Linked DNA regions of Mus musculus: regions 1 and 3 are each linked to region 2. A link is a contact called in public HiChIP or PLAC-seq data. All regions are on one chromosome and are shown on one strand. The core of a region is the stretch at or near the end of the contact, and the rest is flanking DNA. Distances in the headings are between cores, read along the strand shown. Region 1 has its middle 34 kb from the start of Gm26578. Region 2 overlaps Nrg1 (neuregulin 1). Region 3 has its middle 260 kb from the start of 7420700N18Rik.

Region 1 (2,970 bases), core at 59-2,558, 130 kb before region 2:
ACACAGCCTCTGAGTTCTTGCCCTCAGCGTGTGTTTGGTAAACCCACTCTGCAGATCAACATGAGAAGGTGACATCCTGTAAAGCACCTGTGCAGTCACAGAGCCTTCGCTAAGAGATGAAGAACTGAAACCTGGGTCTGGCTGGCTGGTCCCGAAGCCTGCAACTGTCAATTTCTTCACCTCCCCACCCCGTCAGAGGCTTCCTGATTCACTTTCCCGTATAGCCTTCCAGAATAAGCGCTTTCCAAATCATACTTGTTATGCAAAACTTCATTTCCCGTTTTATTCTAAAACTGTTTGCTTAGAATGCCAAAAGTTCTCCATGAATTACAGTGTTCTGTAAATCTATTAAAAAAAAAAAAAAAAAGACTTGGTTCTCTAAAGACCCCAGTTGCTTCCCACTCTTGTCCCTTAGGATCCCACCATCTTTGGATATTGTTCCTTTTGTCTGTTTTAGTGGCTTTTTAAAATAATTGACACCTCTTCAACCCTCATCCTTAAGAATTTCTATTTAAGAAGCTTTGTCCCTCTGGACTTTCCCGTGGAGGTAGACGTAAAATGGTCAGGCTCCTCTCTGTTCAGCTCTCTGAGGGCCATTGGTAATGGTGGGAGGCCAAACAATCTTTAAACACTCAGAAAGTGAATAGAAAGCCTCCCCCTTTCAATTGTAAAAAGGAATATTGTAGTGACATCAATTAACTAACCATCATTTGTATTGAACAACAAAAAAGTAGCTAAAATGGTAAAAAATTACCACCCCCAAATCCCAGTAATGTACTGGAATGAATATAAAGGAGATAAATCTTAGCACAATGATGTCATGTTTACCTGGCTTTCAAGTAAGAAGTGCATCAGAACTTGCAGAAAGAGAAAGGGGGAGGGAAGAACGGGAGGAAGAAGAGGAAAAGGAGGAGGAGGAGAGAGAGGAGGAAGAGAAAGAGAAGGAGGAAGAGAAAAAGGCGGAGAAGGAAGAGAAAGAGCAGGAGGAAGAGAAAGAGGAGGAGGAAGAGAAAGAGGAGGAAGAGAAAGAGGAGGATGAAGAGGAGGAGGAAGGAGAAGGAGAAGGAGAAGAAGAGGCAGCAGCAGCAGCAATTACAAGAAAAGAAAGAAAAAGCCCAAATATGACAATAATTTGCTAACTACATCTTCTGTCATATTTTTAAGGCTAGGTCACAGGTCTATAACAAATAAAGAATAAAATCTTGCTTTGACCACAGAAACGTTAAAGAGTTTTAAAGCTTACATCAACAGAGATTTGCTAGGCACCCTTAGGTGAACTCATCCCTGGGGCATGCATCCCAAGTAGACAGCCTGCCCAGAGGTCTGAGATGTCTTCATTGAGCTGAGCCAGAGGGTCTCTAATTGGGGACAGCTGTGGCCACAGCCCTAATTAGCCAGGCCTGTTGAACACTCATCCGAAGCTGTTGGCAACCTGGCCAGGACTTCATCCAGCGTGTTGTCATGGCGTGTTGCCTTTACACCTTGGCAGCATGACATTGATCTGTTAGGACTCTTTTATTCCTGTGTCCTCACTGAGGGGTTCTCGCATTTCAGTGAGCACAGCATAAGAGAGAGCTCTTTGGCCCTTGTGGCATGAGGTATGTATGACAGATGGGCAACCACGCAGTCTAAAGCATTTTTCATTTTTATCATAGCAATTTCAAGTATTCCACTTTCTTTTATTTTCCCATAAATCATCAAGGTTGCTGAGAAAATGCAGGAATTGTGCAGATCTCCTTTGCTCCCAGATTCTCTTTTGTGTTTGAAGTGAGTACAGAAATGATCTATCACGTGTTATAGTCCAGAATTCTTGGGGAAAAATATTATTAAATCCTTTAATTCAATCTTGAGGACATTTTTTTTAACCATAAAATATGAAGTTTTGCAAAGAATGGTTTTCATGCTTGGTCATTAAAAGCAAGGGCTCTAGGGTCCGGTTTGTATGTTCAGTTCGGGGATCGGGAGGGATGAGGCTTCAGAGTGGCAGCTGTGTGATGACAAGCAAGTTGCTCTTTTTCTCGGTTGCCATTTCTTCATCTTGGTATAAGGATAGTAACACTCCAGCCCAGAGATTTGTTATGTAACAAGAGGCAATGAGTATAAAGCTTAGACCTGAGCCTGGCACATAACAGATGTTCAATAAGCTATTACCATTCTAAGGGGATTTATTGTTGAAAGTACAAAGAGGAACTTATTTAACACCATTTCTTTTGCTTTGAAGTTGCTTTGAGGAATACTGTAATAGTATCTTCATGCATTTATTCTAAGTGAACTACTGGATGTTTTGAGCAGTTCTAGTTGTGAGGTGAGTTGTTCAGTACATACCTATAATCCCGGGTTGGCAACGCAGGAGGCTCGTGGCTTCAAGCTATAGAGAAGAGAAGGCTGGGTAATTGCAACAAGCATAACAACACCAATTTTAAGTATGAAAATTGCTCTTATCTGTAAATTCACATGCATTTTTTCCCATGGAGAAACGGCCAGTGTTATAAATCTCTTGTAGATGGAGATGTGATTCGACTTTTATAGTTCATTATAATAATTTAAAAATTATTGTAGCTGCTATGAAGTGAAATTTATATGACCTTTACTGATTCTCAGTTTACTGTCCCCTTCCCCTCTTTTTCCATCTCCTTCAAGCCTGGCACATGTGGCTTCATGGAAAAAATTGTGCTAAGTTCAGTAGTAGTCATCAGAAACTGCACACATGAAAGATCAAGCTGCAATTTCTTCACCAGCAGGTGGAAATGGCGAGCATCTACCTGTGTGATATCTAAACCAGGACTGCACAGAGGAGATGGAGTTGGATGCAAATGATACACTCAGGGATATGTGAGAGCACGGTTCATTTCAGGAGGTAGGAATAGATGCAAGCCACGTAGAGAGGACTCAGCTGATGGAATGGAATATCAGAGACCTGAAGGCAGAGGGATGGGAGTGACATGTAGGTGCTTCTGTAGCATGGAAGAT
Region 2 (2,961 bases), core at 77-2,576:
ACAAAAACCTCTGTTCAGTAGTGCATCTAGGTACATGTTCTATAAGCTGAGCAGGAATCTTTGGGTAGTGTGAAAGCTAAGAAGGAGCCAGAGTAACTTTGAGAACCAGGAAGATAAAACCATGAACACAAGAATATGCTTAGCTACACATGATAGGGAAACCCAGGGGCTAAGTAAGATACAAAGAAAGAGTCAGCCATACTAGCTTAAGGCTAAAGTTTCACAAAATACTGTCAGGATGGTAGCAGTGGTGATATCTACACTATTTATCAGTAGATGACTTGACATAAACAGGCATGATGAGAATCCATTGGAGTTTTAGAACATTGTAAATGCCATGCTGATTCCACTTGCAGGAGAGTGTTCTCTTATAGGGAACTTCTCTGTTCTTGGGTGCCATCATATTTATCAGAAACAGAAGTTGTGAGAGAAATTGATGGGACTCTTAAGAATATAGACACTGAGTTCTTCAGACGCCCACGTCTTCAGTTTTTTCTTCTGTGCAGAGAATCCTAGCACTCTTAGTATTTGTGAATGTATTTAGATTTTGACTTCCTAGTATAGTCTGAAAAAAAGTCCTGTAGGGACCAATGTAAGTGCAGTTCTGTCTAGAATTAGAACATTGGCTAAACTCTCTCTACATACACGTCTCTTGCATCAGCTAGCAACAATGTGTGTTGATTAGGTTCCCACGAGGCAGGCCTGAGTTCATGCTGAGCATCCAGGGATGAACAAAACCACACTGACCTCTTCCTTCAGGAGACAAGGGCCAGTGAACATAATACCCATGTTTCAAGCCATCGATTTAATAATCAATTATTGATGCACCAAGTACTATGAAGACATTAGGACCTAAGATTATGTCTAGGTCCTTAAGGAATAAAAGACGAAGGTTTTGTAGAGGGACAGAAAGTATGAAGCTACCACCTTCAGACTGTCTATGTTAAATAAAAATGCAGTTTCAAAATATTTCGACTTAATAATTTAGAAGAAACCCATTTAGATGTCTCATCATCAAACAGGTCTGTTAGCACAGAAAGAATGAGATAGTGCCTCAGAGCCTTCGAAGGGAAGACTGACAGACCACAGATGAGCAGCCAGTATGTCATGTGTCACTGTAACATGGCGAGGTCCTTTGCCTTGACTTAAGGATGCCTCGAGTTGTATAAACGCTGGTGAGTGTTATAGTCTCGGAGTAAGCATTTCACTGGAAACAGTACAAGCTTAGTGTTTGGTAAGGCCTAAGGCTCTGGCAAGGAGAGATGTGTTCCTAAACATGCCACACTCACTGTTAGTGAGGAAGCACGTGTGAGAGCCAGTGTGTGATTTGTACTTTACCTCAGTATTGACTCATGAGACCTATGAGGCCGCTATATGTATTCTGTTATCTCATGGACTAGAAGTTAGTCCCAGGGTCATAATAAAAGAAGGGGGAGGCATATGCCAGCTGAGCAGTAATGGGAGGTATAGGCTAAATCTGAAAGAAACATTATTGGAATGTTTTCTATTTAGTATTTTTCTTTAATGATGTTAAGAAGGGCATCCTCTTGAGGAAACAAATGGCTTTTGCAGATGACACTGTAAAGGACACTAAAACACAAATTAGAAAAACACATATAAGCCTCAAGTATTTTCACTTAAAGGCTGATAACAGAATAAGATTCATCTTCGAAAAATGCAGACTAATAGTAACAATACATTTGGGAAAAGAAAAATAATCTACAATGCAGATACTCAGCCAGTGAGTAGGCGAGCTCTGGCTGGAATACCAAGCCAGCTACAGGGTGAACAATGTCTGTGTTTGCAATGTGATACTACAGCAAAGCAACCCAGAAGTCTGAGTGCGGCATCCATGGGCAATCCAGAGAAACAGCAGGAGGCTTTGACAGCAAGCAGAACAAGTCACTATTTCCCAGAATGGGTTTGTTGACATTTTCATAACTTTATGTTTGTAAATATCAACACCAAGTAGATAGATAAGTTCACATGTTTTACAGTGTAAAAGGAGATGCCACAGTTAGTACTAAAGAAGAAGACATGTTATTCTTCCTGACAGGGTATTTTAAAAACTGGCCAAATGTTTCATTGCGGAGTGATGACTAATGAGTAGAATACTGGCCATCAGGTTTCTTCCCTCCACTGTTCTCCAGGGACAAAGATGAAACCAGGAAACAAAGGAAGGAAGATGTCTAAAGATGGCTTACAAGTTGACTGTAACTGATAAATAGTTTATAAAATTGGCCAGAACCCTATAGAACCAGATCTTTCTTGGGAATTTGTAAATATCTTTGAGTATGTCTAGAGTGTTCATAAACTGATTCTCAAAACACATGCATCTATGAATGAATCCTTAGTAAATGTGCTGGATCATTTGTGGAGTATTATCACTATTCAACTGCTTTTCATAAGGATTCAACTATGTTTATTAATTTAATGAGTGATTTATAATTGCTATTTCTCCTGGTTGGAAAGATTATAGAAAATTGTTAGGGATTACTAACTGCTAACATTCATGCACCTTATAACCACAGTAAAGCTCTGGACCTCACATGGAAGGACAAGGCTACATTAATCATAACTGGACTCTAAGCTAAAGCAACTCTGGGCATTCCTTAGAATTTATCTTAACATAGACTTAAAAATGAAATGATCTCCTAAGGCACTATGTAAAATTAAGAACGCATAGTGTTATAATAAGTGTCATTTTTAAGGCTAGTGTACCTTTGAGAAATTTTAGTATTTTTGTTACTACTGTAAGACAAAAGTCTTGATTAGAACACAGTTCTGTTTTATTGGATCCTAGGTAATCTGGTGTTTAAATAACAAAATTTAGCTGTTAGGTCATCGGCTTTCTCATAAATGATCATAGTCCTTTCTCTTTTCCATGACAAACAGTGCTAAAGGTTTCTACTTGGCGGAGGAAATCCCCAGGTACTGGTACTTGTTATTAGATTTTTATTT
Region 3 (3,026 bases), core at 262-2,761, 210 kb after region 2:
TGAATTCAGAACTGAATCAGATGTAACTTTATTTATTCAAACCATAAATGTGTCACTGGGCACATTACAATACATTGGGAATGCATTTATTAGTCTTCCAAGTGAGTATATGTGTCAATGGAAAAATCTCCCCCCCCTCTCTTTTCCCCCTCTGAGTGTATGTATGAGAGAGAGAGTGGGGAGAGAGAGAGGGAGAGAGTGAGGGAGGGGGGAAATAGAGAAAAGTTTTAATGTAAGAAAGGGAGAAAATTTCAAATTAAATTGAAAATAAAAGAGAAGCAGTGACTTATTTAATGTACAAGGAACCAGAGAAGTTGGTATTAAAACCTAGCCAAAGAGCCCAGCAGACAAAACTGCGATGGGTTGTCACTGGCAGGCATTACCAAAGACACAGAGTTGTGAGGACCCCAGTATTGCCGATCAGAAAATGTTTTAGTGTAACTAGTTTCAAGAGCAATACAAAAAGCTGAGAGCATATTCTAAAGATTTTTTTCCCCTCACAAATATCATACATTCTTTAACCAACGCAAACGATAAACATTTATCTGGCAAGAGAATAGATCAATAAATACTAACTAGTAATGAGAACAAAAAATTCCTTCTGTTCTATCAGTGTGGGTGAGCCACTTGGCTATTGATGATTTGAGCAGGAAGAATACATTACAGAAAATGTACAAAGTTCAGTTTATTTATATTTATATAATGTGCTTTTATTTAAGTCAATACTATGTACTATTTTGCCCCAAAATGCCTCTGAATAGAAAATGTGTGATTAAGCATAGAGTTTGTTTCTAAGAGTCGGGGGCAAAACATGTGAGTTAGCATGGACAACCTTCAAGTTAGTGGTTTGTTCTCTTCTTCTGTTAGTGCTAGATGTGATGTTGTTATTTATATGTCCTAAATGTTCTAACTAATTTCCACTATATTTTTTATAACGTGTGTCATATGGTACACGTTCTGTCACATACCTGCAATCTCAGCACTTGGGAGAGTAGGGCAGAAGGATGTTAGCTTTGTGGCCAGTCTGAGCTAAACAGTGACATCCTATCTAAACGTTAAAAAAAAAAAAAAAAGGGTGGGGGAGGGGAGAAAGGCATGCCTAGCTGAGACACTGACTTTGAAGATGGAAGCTGAAATTCTGCCTATGGTCCAGGACGGATATTGCTGAATCTATTTAAGGACTTAACATTAGTCCAATTTTCCTATTTCCTGACTTGATGATGATGATGATGGATGGGCTCAAGGCTCCCCTGGACTCCTTCAAATCCTCTCGAGATGAGTCGTCTGCATCACAGGATGCTCACCCCTGCCCCTCTCCAATACAAAATCAATATGAATCTGACCATGGATTGTGTATCAGGTAGCTCCTGGCTGCCTGCCGCAGTCTACCGCTCTCTCCTATGCAGCATGGCCATGCTGTCTTTGAGAGCTGTTTCTGTCCAGGAACAGAGTCAGATTTCTCATTAGTCTGTGAAATAGCTGATGGACTTGCTGTATTCTCAGCTGAAATTCCCAGCACTGGCTGAGTCATGACTAAGATCCTGTTGAAGCCAGCCTGAGCTGCTTTCTCTGTTTATGGCCACAGAGGGATAAAAAGCAAAAATCTAAAGCTTACCATTTGGAGTCAGGCTGCATTTAGATGCATCCACTGGTCCTTTGGTGCTTGATCATCTGAAGGGTTGTTGGAGTGCTCTCTACTTTTAATTATAAGCCATTGAAATCCACATAAGAATTATGACTGAAACCAGGAGCCTGGCGTTATAACAGAATCAGAATTTTTGTGTTTTTCCGTGAAGGAAGCAAGGAAGTGAGAATCACTCAGTAAGTTCTGAATAAATCATGTCCCTGGCTCCAGTGCACAGGGACCCAGCATTTCCTCTGTGAGGCCCAGCTGATGGACCTCTATAAAAATCTTAGCAGGCACTTAGGGCTCAGCAGGAGCTCTGTTGGGATGAAATCATGGAGCACCAGAGGACAGCACCCCATCCCATCCCCATGGCAACTGTCAATCTCTTAGGAACAGAGATGATGTCTAGGGTTTGTGTTTTCTCTGGAGATGGCCTCTGGGAATGAGAAGCCTTATTAAATTTCAAAGATCCAAGTACTGAGATGCAAGGGAGGTTTTCTCTTCTTATGTACTGGGTAGGGAATCTTCTTATTGGGAAACAAACCTTAGCTGACCCGATAGGGGTTATTGGTGGCCATATTTTGCTCCAAACTTGGAGATAATGAATGAGGGAAAAGGAGAACGAGAGATGAGCCCTAGAATCCATCCTATGTGCATCCACTGAGATGTAAGCCAGGCAGTATATGATCTCACTTCCACATCCACAACTTTTTCCTGTTGTTCCGCCTGTCCCACCACAACAGAGTATATTCTAGACTGTAAACCAAGATGAATCCTGTCTCCCTTAAGTGTTTTACAGCATCAACAAAGTAACTCACTTAATAAAATTCCCACTTCTGTTTGAATGCACATGACACACTAAGACACGGGGCTCTAAGAAGTAATGAATTAACTGATCTGTGAATTCTGGAATTGACATCTTGCATCTGCACGCAGTACCCAGTGCACATTAACGAGAGGGTGAGAACTGCTAATACTAGACAGGTGGAGTTAGGATTCTTAGTAGGTGGTCAAACTCTCTGGCCAGAGAGATGAAAGTCCCTTTCATGTTTTTCTGCAAAGAGCAAAAGACTCGCATGTTGAAATGAAATAATCGCCTGAAGAAGGAGCTACGTTAAGGGACCAAGACGTTTTTGCTAAGGTCACAAATCCCAGAAGATCTTGAAGTTCAGATGAGGTCACACTCTGATCACTTGGGTTGTATATAAAATTGACTTTATTACATATAAAAACCTACAATTTAAAAAACCACTGTCAAAACATAGAAGACATATTTAATTGACATGTTTTATATTTCTAATACCTTCAATACATCTTGCCTTTATTGCATATAATAATACATGTATTATCTAGAATGGAGAGCTGGACTAGTTTGCTTCTGTCATTCATATTTTATAAT

What was found. HiChIP or PLAC-seq counts read pairs in DNA pulled down with a chosen protein or histone mark.
Region 1: a contact with region 2 is called in an H3K27ac HiChIP or PLAC-seq map of embryonic fibroblasts, with 18 read pairs. The contact joins two enhancer-like sites. A contact is called at or near these places in 1 of 15 datasets of contacts at CTCF or cohesin (the NIH/3T3 cell line), 7 of 484 Hi-C or Micro-C datasets (the AML12 cell line, adipose-derived mesenchymal stem cells, cerebral cortex and 4 more), 2 of 115 datasets of contacts at active chromatin or transcription factors (bone marrow-derived dendritic cells and embryonic fibroblasts) and 1 of 9 other capture datasets (pancreatic islet).
Region 3: a contact with region 2 is called in a CTCF HiChIP or PLAC-seq map of the NIH/3T3 cell line, with 10 read pairs. The contact joins two enhancer-like sites. A contact is called at or near these places in 1 of 15 datasets of contacts at CTCF or cohesin (the NIH/3T3 cell line), 1 of 484 Hi-C or Micro-C datasets (the Ba/F3 cell line) and 1 of 9 other capture datasets (adipose tissue).

Annotation. Positions count from the first base shown.
Region 1 is chr8:31,974,364-31,977,333 of GRCm38.p6, reverse strand. It overlaps a transcript of Nrg1 not described here. Among named protein-coding and RNA genes, the nearest start is that of Gm26578, 34 kb to the left of the region's middle. Within about 2 kb of position 1,308, at least 29 of the 459 cell types and tissues checked have an H3K27ac peak or open chromatin away from gene starts, as enhancers often do. A contact at or near this core is called in the NIH/3T3 cell line, adipose-derived mesenchymal stem cells and embryonic fibroblasts, where this site is marked.
Region 2 is chr8:31,841,201-31,844,161 of GRCm38.p6, reverse strand. All of the region lies in intron 2 of Nrg1 (neuregulin 1), which reads left to right. Among named protein-coding and RNA genes, the nearest start is that of Nrg1, 76 kb to the left of the region's middle. Within about 2 kb of position 1,326, at least 32 of the 459 cell types and tissues checked have an H3K27ac peak or open chromatin away from gene starts, as enhancers often do. A contact at or near this core is called in the NIH/3T3 cell line, adipose-derived mesenchymal stem cells and embryonic fibroblasts, where this site is marked.
Region 3 is chr8:31,626,831-31,629,856 of GRCm38.p6, reverse strand. No RefSeq gene overlaps it. Among named protein-coding and RNA genes, the nearest start is that of 7420700N18Rik, 260 kb to the right of the region's middle. Within about 2 kb of position 1,511, at least 25 of the 459 cell types and tissues checked have an H3K27ac peak or open chromatin away from gene starts, as enhancers often do. A contact at or near this core is called in the NIH/3T3 cell line, where this site is marked.